Regions from separate parts of the Mus musculus genome. Here regions 1 and 3 are each linked to region 2. A link is a contact called in public promoter capture Hi-C data. All regions are on one chromosome and are shown on one strand. The core of a region is the stretch at or near the end of the contact, and the rest is flanking DNA. Distances in the headings are between cores, read along the strand shown. Region 1 holds the start of Abhd10 (abhydrolase domain containing 10). Region 2 holds the start of 4932412D23Rik (RIKEN cDNA 4932412D23 gene). Region 3 holds the start of Slc35a5 (solute carrier family 35, member A5).

Region 1 (4,696 bases), core at 283-2,782, 2.9 Mb before region 2:
AATGCCCCCCACAGACGTGCCTCCAGGCCAATCTTATGGGTGTAGACAATTGTCCAATTAAAAATCCTTCCTTCCTAGGTCCTCAATCTGACAAAACAAACTGAGACAAATAAAGTGGTTTTACATAAAAACATATATTTTTTTCACAAAGTACAGAAATTTCAAGCAGAATAGACAAGATAAAGTCCTATACTTAGTGAGACTTGAGGCTGCCAAAATTATTTTGAAAGATGTCAGAATCCAGAGACCCTAGTATCACAATTAATTGAATTATTTTCTATTGCCATTGATTCACCCCCTTCCCTGCCATTCCCCCACCCCCTTGTTAAAAAACAACAACAACAACAACAACAACAACAACAACAAAACGGTGCTATTGAAGGTAACACAGAGCCTTATGAACTCCTGTTTGAAGGGACTCTAGCCACCTTGAGCATGGCAAACATGTCTCTGGAAGGCCTGGTCCTTCTCTCTCATTTCCTCTGCCTTGCTAGAAACTGTAGCCCCCAAGGTCTATTCCCTTATTTGGTCACTTCCTGCTAAACCTAGTCCAGAAATCAAAGTATTTAAGTCCAGCAATCAAAAGCCCCCTTGTGGCTGTCCTAACTAACCTGTCCAATTAAACACCTCATCCGTACATGGGGTTCACCCTTTAACCTTTATAAACAGCCATATTCCTATGAGCCATGTCTGTCTCCTGTCGATTCAGAGGCAGTCCTATGTGCCCCCTCCCCCAACAAAAAAACCCTTCCTCCTCTCTTCTTTCCTCCTTCTTCTCCCTCCTCCCCATTTCTAGTCTTTGTCTTTTGCTCTCTGCCCTTTGTGTCTCTGGGGCAAATCTCCTTTTTGTGCTGGGAATTTGGTCTTGGGATGTCTTGCGCCAATATTTAGAATAGTCATAAAGGGCATGATAGTTCAAAGCGTACTGAAAATTGTGTGTATTATAATAACATGGCCAGATTGCCTGACAAAAGACTTTAGATAGTTACCCATCAAGCAACCATATGTGAATGAGTGTTTTCAGTAATTTTGCCTGTGGCTGCTCCTTTGAATTTTCAGCAATCTGGTGAGTGGGAAAATGTTTGGGAGAGATCAAAGAATGTTGATGCGACTCCAATGATGTGACTTTAAGATTAAGGTCGCCTCTTGGAAACCTTTCCCCCATAGCTGAAATGGAGTCATAGGGAATGAATGGGTAAGGCAAGAAGCCTAGCAATTTTTGTCCCAGGTCTTTGGTTTCTCTGGATGATAACACGGTTTCCCATCTATGCACGCTCAATTTGACCCTGGCTCCTCTCCGACATTTCCGCAGCTTACTGCGAAAAATACCGGCCAAGGCCGCCCAATGTCACAAGCCAAATGCCCTTTGGGGGAGACAGAACAACCCAGTAGAGACAGCAGTACCCCAGACAGCACCTTTGCGCATGCGTCTCCGCGCCCGGGGGCGGGGGGGGGAGGAGGTGAACAAATCCCACGTGATGCTTGTAAGCAACCCCCACCCCCACCCCACCCCGCTCCCCGCGGACTGCGCGTGCGTGACCTCGGGACCGCGCGACCTGCGCGCGTCTGTAGCGGGCGCAGGGGCAGCTGGGAAGATGGCGGCCTGGGCCCCTTGTCGGAGGTGGGGCTGGGCGGCTGTGTCCTTCGGCCGGCACCCGGGCCTGAGCGCGTCACTAGCTCGGAAGCCCCCACGGGCATGGTGGCTCTCAGGTTAGTGTACGGAAGGTGGGGCACTGGGGCTCTTTGGAAGGCCCGGCGACCGTCCAGTGCCCGTCTGGAGCCGGCTTGGCGCGCCATTTAAAACTGCTCTGGCTGTCTCGGCACTGAACGCTGCTGGGCAAGGCTAGGGGAGTCTGCTTTTCTGCTGAGGCCCTGCGGCGTTCTTGGAAGTCCTTGTTAGCGGTTACACTGCGATTTAAGGAGTTCCTACGTCCTCTGAATCAAACGTCAAGAGCAGAAAGAAAAAAAATAAGATGTGCATTTAATGTGTTTGGTTATTAGCTGCTCCTAGAGCTTTTCATATGGATATATGTCAAGTGGTTAGCCTTGCCTGTCATGGACTTGAGGAAACAAAGTATGTATGTATATACATGTAAATGCTGTCTTTAGACCTAATATCTGATTGTTCTTGTTTAAAGAATTGGAGTTACTCTACAATGGAAGCTAAAATGTGGATCAGTAGTATTACATGCGTAGAATACATGATTTGTGTACATGTATAGTTATCCTTAAATAACATCCTTGGTGTCCTCTTCACATCTTGCCACACAGCTATTAGATAGCTACATAGTGCTTGGAATACTAATGCCATTATATAACAAGTTTAGTTTTTTCAAGTATGTAATCGGTTTAACTTAACACTGTACATACACACACACAAGTATGTCAGTTCGATAACAAGAGTAAAATATATTTTTAAATTTCTTTAACAGTATTCATTGACAATATATGCATCAGGCTTTCAGCTAATCTATATTATATAAAGATGATTTATAGATTGAAGGTTGGATCTGTTGTTTTATAGCTAACAAACATCACTTCAGAGTAACTGCCTGAAATGAAATTTATTTGTTGGGAGGTAATGTCTGAAAGGGGATAAAAGGATACTTTGAGTATATAATTAAAGAAATGGAAAATGAACATTAATATTGATACAATCTATTGACCAGTAAACTGATCCCCTGTAGCCTTGTTTTAAATCCAGTTTTAAACTTGGCACATTTTTCCAGAGACTAAAACCTTGAATCTGTTTGACACAAACAAGGGATAACTTTAAAGCATTTGATTCTTTGTGTGTGTTTGGGGTCGGGGGTATGGATTGTTGATGTTTGTGAGACAGGGTTTCACTACATAGCCTCTGTCTTTCCTACAACTCATTGTACAAAACAAGGTGACCTGGAAATGGTAGTGGCCCCCCCGCCTGTGGCTCTTGTGTGTGTGGTTATTGGGGTGCACTGTCAGACTCTCTACTCATTATTTTTTTTCTCGAAAATAAACTGGACAGATTAAAAATGGGAAAAAATCTTAGCAGTACACATGGGAGAGACCCAGGCGCTTTCATTAGCAAGATGAAGGGCTAGTAAGACTGCTTAATCTTTTTCTTTTTTAAATAAAGGACTAGCAAAGATGGATCAGCAAAGTAAGCCCTGTAAGGTTCCCCATTTGTCCTGCCATATGTAAATAGTTCTAAGGTATATATGTGTTCCATTTACCAAAAGCCAGCCAACAGAAGTAAACGCACCAGTTAGAGAGCTGTTTGAGAAGTGTATTTCCAAGAATGATACTTGATCCAAACTTATCTTTAAAGGAGCGCGGCCTTCTGAAACTCCACATGCTGGAAATGATGGTGCTTTGTTGCCAGTCGCTTGCCCTTCCTGGGGACGATTGCTCAATGGTGATCTGGTCATAAACAGCGCAGCACTGTGGACATCCTTCCCTCTTGGCTGCCTACGCTGACGACTGATGAGGGTTTTACCTCTGCTTCCCAAAGCCTGGGGTTGCAGGTGCCTAAGACCTTGCCAAAATTATTAGAAATAATTTGGTAAAGAGGAAAGAAAGAAACAAAAACACACATACATTTCTTTTCCCCTACTCATCTGGTCAAAGTAAAAGACATGAAATTCCTGAAACATTGTTAAAACAAGAAAGAAATCTCAGGGGAAAAGCTGAAAGTGATGTATTTAAATCTAAATGTTAATTGCTACTGTTTAGGATAATCCCATGGTGCCAACATGAAGATATTTTTTTGATGAATCTCTGTCTTTTGTTTCACTGAAATTGTTATTTCATTCTGTATTTTGGAAAGTATGATTGGGTAAAAAGGTAAAAATTTTGATGCAACTTTAAAACTTAAAATCTCATACTTGAAGCTTATTTTAATTTTCCTATCAAATGCAGTGGGTTAAAGTTAAAATGTGAAAATATGTGTGATTTTCCAAAAATATTTTTTAAAGTATAATTCACACTTTGTGTACTTTGTTTTAGCTTGCAGACAAAAGGCATCACTTTCTTTCCTTAACCGATCAGAACTTCCAAACCTGGCTTATAAGAGGTTAAAAGGCAAAACCCCAGGAATTATCTTCATCCCTGGCTATCTTTCTAACATGAATGGTATAAAGGCAGTAGCAGTTGAGGAGTTTTGCAAATCTCTAGGTCACGCCTTTATAAGGTAGGAACAATATATTTCAGATAATATATTACCATTTAGTATTGTAATGGAGCCAACTAAAGTCAATGCCAGCATTTTAGTAGATGGAGTTATTTCAATAGTGTGCAGACTTTGGTCTCATGATTTAGGGTCTATAGGGTATTTGTGCTGTGCTGGCTAGATGGGCAGCAGAGGGTGTCATCCGGGGGCTCGTCACTTAGTTGTTTAGATACAATGATCTGTGTGGCAAAGAAAGTATACCTGTTGGGTTTCCTATCATACCTTGTGATTATGGGTTTTGCACTAAAGACATAAAGAACTCATGTGGCCGCTGTTTATTACTCTCTACCACGGGTGTTTGAAGCTGAGAGTATAATATAGCATACCTCAGGGGTAGAGCATTTGTTTAGCACAAAAATCCCGGAATCAGTCCCTAGCACAACCCACAAAAGACAAGGTTTTTCAGTGTAATATAATATTGTAAGATTAATATTGTATAATTTACATTTCCGTTTTCTTTGTTCTTTTTTTATTATCTGACTGTGTGTG
Region 2 (4,260 bases), core at 964-3,463:
TCAAAGCCCCAATGCCTGATTGCCTCACTCTCTGGGCAGCTCAGAGACTTCCAGAAAACTCCAATTTCTTCTCCTCACAGGTTTATTTCAGCACCGTTTGACCTCAGACACAAAGTTCTGCAAATGGAATTCAATGGAATTCAGAACCCCAATCTTAGGCTTTTACACTAGAGCAACTGAACAGAACCATCTGTGGTTCTTCAACAATTCTAAAACCAAGTTTCTTGGGAGGATTCAAGAGATGCTGGAGTACCACCATGTCCTACCTGCGTGGGCACTCTGACGATTTATTAGGAATTCTAACGAGCAAGGATCTGAGAGAATAAGCGAGTTGTTTGTTGGTTTGTTTCATCTACTTTCCCTAGAAGTCAAGTCAAACCTAACTGTAACGCAAAAATACAAAACGTAGTCAGATCCTGACATAGTCATTTGTGGAGAGGGTCAGAGGGTTGGGGTCTATTCCCACAATATAGAAAAATGTCCTTGAGACAAGAAGCTAAACCAGGAATCCCAGTAAATCCTGTGAGAGCGTTAACTAGCCATTGATTCCTTGAATTGAGAGCTCACACTATTTTTCCATAAACTAGTATTTGGATGTTCTAAGTTTTTCAATGGCAACAAGTTGCAGCAGTAACTTGGAACACTGTTCACTTGAAATCACTGTATACGCTGAAATTTTTTATAGCAGAAAATACCAAAGTGAGAAAAGTCCACTTTAGTAACATTCTGGTGTGTGTGTGTGTGTGTGTGTGTGTGTGTGTGTGTGTTTAAAAAATAGTAAATTTCACTGTCTAAAAAGGTAACATGTTCAACTTAAATCTGGGCCAATGATTCTGAGGACTATACCATCAGGTGCAGGCTTCCAAATGTTTTCCCATGCCATTCAGATTTCTGCTGGAGAACTGTCTTGCTTCTTCAGACCTGATTTGACCCGGTTCGGAGTAAGAGATCATCAGATTACCGAGCTAGGTAGCGTAGCTGTACGCCATATTGTGTTTTTCGCTAATGTTTATAGTCTGTGTGTGTGCCTAGCATATGCTTGTGCAAGTGTGTTTATCAATACAACTTTTACGAAATCCCTGCCTCCTGCCTCTTCTGCATCCTTAGGAAGGGGAGGGGCTGAAGGGGGACACTGAGAGCCCCCCACACAGGGAAAAGCATTAAAACAATTAGAGGACCACATTTGAATGAACTTCAAAACCATACTCCTGTATTTGGGGATGGGGTAGGTTTTGTTATTTTGTTTTGTTTTGTTTTATGTCTCAAGGTATGAGAGAGCGTTAACTTTTTTTTTTTTTTTTAATGTTTCGGAAGGGGCCCAAAGGCTAAAGAGAGGAGGACAGGGTTCAATCCTTGCCAAGCCCCCCTGTCTACGGGTGAGAGCAAGGCAGGCTGGGCTACGCGCCCAAGCCCGGGTTCTCCGAAGCCAGTTCTCTGCGCGGGAGGAAAGCGACTGGGAGGGCGGAGGGAGGGAGAGGAGAGGGGCGGGAGCCGGCGCCGCCAACAGCTCCGGAGCCCCGGCCGGTGCCCCTCAGCTCCTCTTCTGGGAAGCCGCGACTCCAGAAGCGGGGAGGAGAGACTAGACGCAGTGGCAACGACCGGACGCCCCGCCCGGGCCAGCGGCGGACCCTCCCCGCAGGGTCGCGCGAGGCCGCCGGGCGGGCGCGAGGAGGGGCGGCGGGAGGGCGCGCGGGGCGGGGCGGGGCAGAAGCCCCGGGCTGCGGCTCGGAACTCGCGCCACGGCCCCACCCCGCCCCCTCCTCGGCGGCCCGTCACCCCCGACTCCCCGCGACTCGTAGACGCCCGGCCGCGCTCCGCACGCACACACCCCTCCCTCCCGCCCGCCCCACAACAAATTAGAGTTTTTGGCGTTACCTCCTCGCGCTCTTTAATCTTCTTTCCTCAACTCCTAAACTTCCCCCCGCCCCTACTTCTTCGGCAGAAGGCCCACATTGGGCGCCCGAAGCCGCGAACCTCTACCTTGTCCTACTATTGGGCGGCTCGCATGCCACTCGCTGCTTCAGCTGACCAATAGCGTTTGGACAGCCCTCGTGAGGTTGCCGCCCATAAACAAAATGCACTCTTCCTCCTCCCCTCCGCGGCTCCTCCCCTAACTGCCCCTTCTCTCATCTCTGTCATCTTTGATTGGCCTAGGAGACACCCAATCCGCTATCTCAAGCATCAACTGGTGAGCGGAAACTTCACTCAGAGCAGTTTTAACAGTCTATTGGTCAATGTTCTCAACTCTTCCCGCCCACCAGCGCCCTGTGTAGAGAGGCCAGCTGTCTCTGGTTATTCAGTGATCCAAGAGCTGGGAAACTATTGGTCGACAGAGGCCGTCAGACCGGACTGTAGTGATCGGTGATTGGTCAGTATAGGCACGATCAAGTTTGGTTGTTTACTCCTCCACTTCCCCACCCTCCTTTTCATCCACGTCCCCGCCCCCTCCTGACTGCTTTTACTTTCTACGCATTTCTATTTCCTCCTTTATTTATTTATTTGTGATAAACTTAAATGACCCGAGGATAGAGGCGGGACTCCAAGAGGGGCTAGAGGATGACGGGCGGCGGCCCGGGGCCAATTGTCGCGGGGACTGCGGGGTGAGGGGCAGCGGCGGCGGCCAGTGAGAAGCAGGTGTCTGCCGCGCGCCGCCTATGGAGCCGGGATGCCCCAGCGGAGGCGGCGGTTACCCGCTGTCTGGCTCGCCCAGAGGGGGAGGGGAGGGAAGGGGTTCAGTGCAGGGAGGAGGGGTGTCGTGGTCACGGGCAGTGGATGTCCTAGCGAGCAGGATCCTGGCGGTGGGAGGGACCGCTGGGCGGGAGGCGACCTGAGGCCCAGGGAGACAGAGAGGCGGGAGCAGTTTTAGGACTCCCAGGGAATGTGTTTCTACAGAAAAATACCGTGTAAAACCGTCTGCAGAGAGCCGCCCTTAATATCAATGAGGATTTATTATCCTACCGGAAAAAGCAGATTATGTTTCTTATTACTAAACGCCTGAAGTACTGACGACCCAACTGAAGCCCACAAAATTCAATATCCTGGGAGCTAGAAGGAATAAAGCAACACGGAAAATTAAATGCAGTTCAGATGCTTCAATAAAACCTTCATCTTCATCCATTTGTCACTCAGCATAGTACTCCCCAGAGCCAAATTCTAACAAATACTGGTCAGGCAAGGGCGGGGTGGAGGAGGAAGGGGGTGAGGCCTGAGGCCAGCAGGAAGCCAAGGATAGATTCCTGAAAAGAATTCCTTAAAAGGACTAAGATGGAAAAAAGAATGGCTTTTCACTCTACAAAGAAAAAGAATTCCTGCCAAAATAAGAACTAATACTTTTTAAGGAGCTTAATTTGTCACGAAAGGGATTTGTCAGAAACACCAACCATACAAAGAAACTGTATTTGTAGTATTGGTTATTAATACAGAAAATAATCTTATAGATTATAGACTTGAAAAATAGATTCTGGTAGACTTGAAGTAAGTTTAAGCCTGGATTTCACGTAGGTTTCCTTGACACACACTAAATACTTTGAACACCAAATGTTTGCTTTGACTAAGTAGAAGTCTGGCAGACCATAAGCAAAACAAAATTAGCCCTGACTTAAAAAAAAAAAATAGCACAAGGCCTTGACTTCATTAGTACATTAGGGCCTTTCTGAAGATTATGGGTGTGGCTATCAGAATCTAGAAATTGCTTAAAATATAAGAGAACTGAAGGATGTTCAAAGTAAAAAGTGCTACCGAGTGTGGATTTAAATTTGTGTATAAACTCTAAGTAAAAGTTTTACAGGAAATAGTCTGTGCAGAACAATCAGCTTCACGTGAGAAAATTAAGTAAAATTTAACAAAAGTGGGCAACTACTTAACCCCATAACTTTAAGAAGAAATGACTACTTCAAATTCTTATCATTTCTCATAAATTTTTAAAGATACTTTGCAGTGTTTTGTAAATGTGAGGATTATGATGAGGAATCATAAGGGCAACTATGTAAAATATATAACAGTGACAAGGTGAGGCCTTGGGTGTTACTACCTGTATTTTTTACTGTCCAATTCTGCTGTTAAAAGGCGTTGAGCTCTAAGGAATATCTCAGTGTTCATGTTTACATTGCATGGCTACCCTGACTACTGTGGGTTTTTGTTTCTCCCAGACAGAGACACCCCAGACATGTATTAAGAATGCCCTAATTGTGGGGCATGAGATATTTGCTCCTTACCATTTAAGAGAACTGGAGAGTGCCTGTTGGTGAGCTGGTGCGGCAG
Region 3 (4,358 bases), core at 893-3,392, 2.3 Mb before region 2:
TTCTCTTTTATACTAAAAACATATGCTACACATTGCCTCCAGGCAGGTCGGCAAAACACTTTAACCTCAGAACTTGGGAGGCAGAGGAAGGTGGATCTCTAAGAATTCAAGGTTAGTCTGAGCTACACAGTGCGGTCCAAACCAACTAAGTCTACACAGTGTGTGTGTGTGTGTGTGTGTGTGTGTGTGTGTGTGTGTGTGTGTGTGTGTGTGTGTGTGTATGTATTTTTGATTCCTCGAGAACTATTCTACAAGTTCAACAAAATGCAAGTGCTATACAAGATAGCCATGTTATATTTAATTGAGAAGTGTTTTGCTCATCTCTCCCTCAGACTAAAAGTTAAATTGATGGTACATTATTAAAACACTGTGAATCTACACAGATACAATATTCTGGAAGTATAACATACAAAAGAAGCATTTGATGTCAATGTAGAAATTATTTTCCAATTCTTAAGTAAAAGAGTAAATCTTAACTAAAATGACTGTCACTGTATACATATAAAAGAAACATTCGCAATTGTTCCAGATTCTTCAAACTTGATCCAAAAATGTATTTTTTTCAAAAGTATTTTATTTTATTTTACTTTATTTTTTGGTATTTTTCGAGACAGGGTTTCTCTGTGTAGCACTGGCTGTCCTGGAACTCACTCTGTAGACCAGGCTGGCCTTGAACTCAGAAATCCGCCTGCCTCTACCTCTCAAGTGCTGGGATTAAAGGTGTGCAACCCCAACGCCTGGCCCAAAAGTATTTTGGTAATAATTATTGGAAAGCATTCCCCCCTTGCCAAGGAAAGATCGAACAGCCTACTCTGCCCATCAGCAGATTTCACCCCTGCACTAAGATTGGTAAAATTCTAACTGAAAGCTAAGTACAGAACAAAAACTACGCAAAATTATCTGTTTCTCTTTTACTGCTTGCTTTTTACAAAGCAAAATCAAGTTACCGTATGTAGCCTAGAAGGTGTAAGAAAGCTCTGAATGAAGCCCTGAAATTTTACTTTTGAAAGCAAGTAATCCAATCTGTGCTAACAGCTAACCTATCACAACTTTCACCTAAAAATGTCAATAGTGTTTCCAATCTATACAATATACAATCGGCTGTGCTGAACTGTTGCTGTAGGATCACTCAAGTCCAAGATTAATAATCACTTACGGCTACCTTAAAGGCTTGAGAAACGTCAAGTTTCGCTCTAGTTCGGCTCAGAGTTACTAACATGTCACAGTTTACTATGTTCCTCTGAAACCTAAGCAAGTTGGGAATTAGATCACCCGAAAAGCAAAACTTCCTATGAAACTTGGAAGGAAACGTGGCATGCTGTTTAGCCACCAAGCTGTCATCTTTTCAAAGGTTAACCCAGTCTACCTATTTAAAAGACTATGGATGTCAGAACGTTCGTACCTCTGCTCCGCACCACCTAGCCGTGCACTCCAAGGCGGCACTGATCAGTGGAGACAGCAGGCACCCAGTTTCACTCTAGTGGAAGCGGGGAAGCCAGCAAGCCTTGGGACTGGCCCAGGAGCCCAAGGCAAGAGGCAGCACCCGGCCGCGCGACTCGCCCCTCCACCTTCTACACCCCGTCCACGCTGGGGACCGGGACTTGGGCAACCAGGGCAGAGCAAGCCAGACCCTCCCCGCTTACCTTGAGGACCGGGGTCAGGTACTCGGCCACTTCCAGAGCCTTTCCCTTCACCGTGTTGATCACATTCTGCATCCTGGGGCTGGAGCAGCGATAGGGCACGGAGGGACTGTCGCAATCCGGGCCACAGGGGAGTCAAAAACTGCCCCGGACGTGCCCGACTGGCATCGAACCTCGCAGCGGCACCGGCCCGGCCGGGGGGGAGGGGCGGCGACACGCGGAGGCCCGGCCCAGCTGTCACCTGGCCGCCACCGCAGAGGGCCCAAGCCGGCTGAGCGAGAGGCGGGTGCGCGCGCAGCCCCCGGCCTTCTCCAAGCTGTCTCTCTTCCCCGGAGCTCCACTGAACACCCCTTCCGGCTTCCCCTTCCTCTTCTCACACTCTCCCAACAGCCCCGCCGCCACCTAAGGCCTCACGTGACTCGACTCTCCCAGGACACGTGACAAAAGGAGGCCCGCGGGGGCGGGACCGGCCGGCCTCTGCTCCCTCCGGCCCGCCCCCCGGAAGCGCTGGAATGAGCGCGCCTGCGCAATGGCCGCTCAGGCTGCTCTTCCCTAGCGGGCGGCTCTTAGCTTTGTATTCCAGCCCTGGAAGGCAGCGTGAGAAGGGTTGATTTTTATTGTTTTTTGTTTGTTTTTGTTTTTGTTTTTTGTTTTTTGTCGCCTTTGCTCCCGGCTCATAGTTTCCCCACCAATGGGCCTTCAAAACCTACTGCTGCTACTACGAACTTAGGCAGTCACTATGTCGGCTCTATGATGTCCGTTCTTGCACTAGAACCTTCCCTGAGCGACTGAGGTAACCGCGCCCTCGCGGGCTGAGTGTTGTGGCTCGAGCGTGTTAAGGGGCTTGGGAGCCGCCCGCGATTCCTATTGCGCATGTGTGGGAGGGTTTCCCTGACAGTGAGGGAAACCTGGTGGAGGTGGGAGGAGTGCTGACCCATTGGCCTTCTGTCCATTGGCTTGTGCCCACCTGCTCTCTGATTTGGGCCTGTGTCTGCGGCCCTTGACGGCTCTATGTTCCCATCCTACCTGTGCGCGTTGGGCAAGTATTTACCCTGCCTGGAGTTTCGTGACCATCTGTCGTGAAAGACCGACCAGTTAGGCTCACTGACCCAAGATGAGCCTTCTGGTCCCATCCTGGTTCACTTAAGAGTCATTAGCTGTGATTCAACTATTTGCACTGAGGTCGCTTCTGTAAAAGAATCGTTCCCAGTGAGCTCTTTTTCTGCTCTGAAAGGAAAGGCCATTCCAAAATTCATTCCTTGTGGACCAAAGTTAATACGAATAAACTGCTTTTCTGCAGTCCCAAACTGTCAGTTACACATTTCCTAACTTATTTCCAATCTGGCCATCCCCTCTCTGTCTTGAGACTTGCCTCTCCTATCAGATGTTGGCAGTATGGTTTGTTTCCTTTAAGTCCTCTCTGTTGTCCTCGGCTGTCTTCCGTCTGCTGTAGTTGTGGCCAGACTTCTACAGGTTTCCTTTTCTATTCTTCACAGTCTTCAGTCTTTGCATTGTGTTTAATCCTTAGGTCTGCCGACGGGGCTGCTCATGAAAGTGATCTTCTTAAGGCAATTAAAAACCCGTGGAATGGAAAGAAAATGCTCCAGGCGCCCTGGGTTAGGCCCACCAACGCTGTACACATTCCTGCTAGGCATTATATTCATTACTCTAAGTTCAAGTCGAATCTTACTGGTAAAATACTCTGCCAATGAAGGTGAGTTAAAATGGAAATGTGTATGGGGTGCTTTTAATCATTTGCCTGGTGTTCTTATGAATAAATTATACGTGATGCCTTTTAAAGTACTATGCTTTGTGTCCATGATAAAGTGTATTGAAAATTTAAACTTTAACCTTGTGTGTTCCTTGGCAACATTTTTTTAACCCTGGATGAAATTTGGATCATTTAAGTGCAAGGTAAAGCACAGTGTATCTAACATCTGATTATACCCAGATGCCCAACAAGTGTTTCTGGATTTCTAGTAAAACATACAACTATAGCTTATTTGGAAATACAATATATTTGTTTAGTTATCTAGTTGGGCTCCTACTTGTGAATGTAAGTCTCGACTTCAGTTAATATCATGCCCTAGGCTCTGTTTTAATAGCATATTAGTTTCTTTCCTCATTGCTCTGACAAAATACTTGCCCAAAGCAGGTTAAGGAAAGGGTTTCTTTGTGCTCACTATCTGAGCGTAGGGTTCACCAAGCAAAGAGGTCATGGTAGCGGAAGCTCTCGTAGCAGTTATTCACATGGCACCCACAGGCATCAAGCAAGAAGAGAGAGTATGCTTGGGGCAGAAGAGATACCCCAGAAGCAAAGAACACTGGCTGGTTTTCTCGAGTCTGTAGGTTCAGTTCCCAGCATCCACATGGCAACTCAAAACTGACGATAGCTATAATCCCAGAAAGTTGAAATGTACTCCCCAGATCTGCTAAATACACTTCATCCACTGTAGTCTTCTGCCACCTAACTAGAATTCTACCATCCATTGACATATTACAGGAAAAATATTTTCAATTTTTTTTAAAAAGTCACACCCAGCTCATTTTCACTTTCTTATTTAGTCTAAGATATTAGCCCAGGAAATGCTGTTCCCCAAAGGTAAGGTGGTTCTTCCTACCTCAAGCTAATTTACATAGTCCCTTACAGGCATGCTCAGAGGCTAATCTAATTGAGATAATTCCTCACTAGACCAGAGGCCTAGTCACAGTCATAGA

Evidence for each region. Promoter capture Hi-C pulls out the DNA fragments that hold promoters and counts their contacts. Capture Hi-C pulls out chosen DNA fragments and counts their contacts.
Region 1: a promoter capture Hi-C map of adipose tissue shows a contact between it and region 2, with 3 times the contacts expected there. The contact joins the promoter of Abhd10 here to the promoter of 4932412D23Rik in region 2. A contact is called at or near these places in 1 of 39 promoter capture datasets (pre-B cells) and 2 of 9 other capture datasets (adipose tissue and liver).
Region 3: a contact with region 2 is called in a promoter capture Hi-C map of erythroid cells, with 23 times the contacts expected there. The contact joins the promoter of Slc35a5 here to the promoter of 4932412D23Rik in region 2. A contact is called at or near these places in 3 of 39 promoter capture datasets (erythroid cells, liver and pre-B cells), 2 of 484 Hi-C or Micro-C datasets (double positive thymocytes and regulatory T cells) and 1 of 115 datasets of contacts at active chromatin or transcription factors (thymic regulatory T cells).

The regions. Positions count from the first base shown.
Region 1 is chr16:45,739,791-45,744,486 of GRCm38.p6, reverse strand. Abhd10 (abhydrolase domain containing 10) reads left to right here and starts at 1,532. Exons shown (of 5, transcript NM_172511.4): 1 at 1,532-1,710; 2 at 3,985-4,168. The coding sequence starts at 1,596.
Region 2 is chr16:42,873,540-42,877,799 of GRCm38.p6, reverse strand. It overlaps 4932412D23Rik (RIKEN cDNA 4932412D23 gene), which reads left to right and starts at 2,213. Exons shown (of 4, transcript NR_040521.1): 1 at 2,213-2,368. It also overlaps a transcript of Zbtb20 not described here.
Region 3 is chr16:45,156,457-45,160,814 of GRCm38.p6, reverse strand. It overlaps Slc35a5 (solute carrier family 35, member A5), which reads left to right and starts at 2,142. Exons shown (of 7, transcript NM_028756.4): 1 at 2,142-2,433; 2 at 3,169-3,354. The coding sequence starts at 3,189. It overlaps Atg3 (autophagy related 3), which reads right to left and starts at 1,986. Exons shown (of 12, transcript NM_026402.3): 1 at 1,644-1,986. The coding sequence starts at 1,715.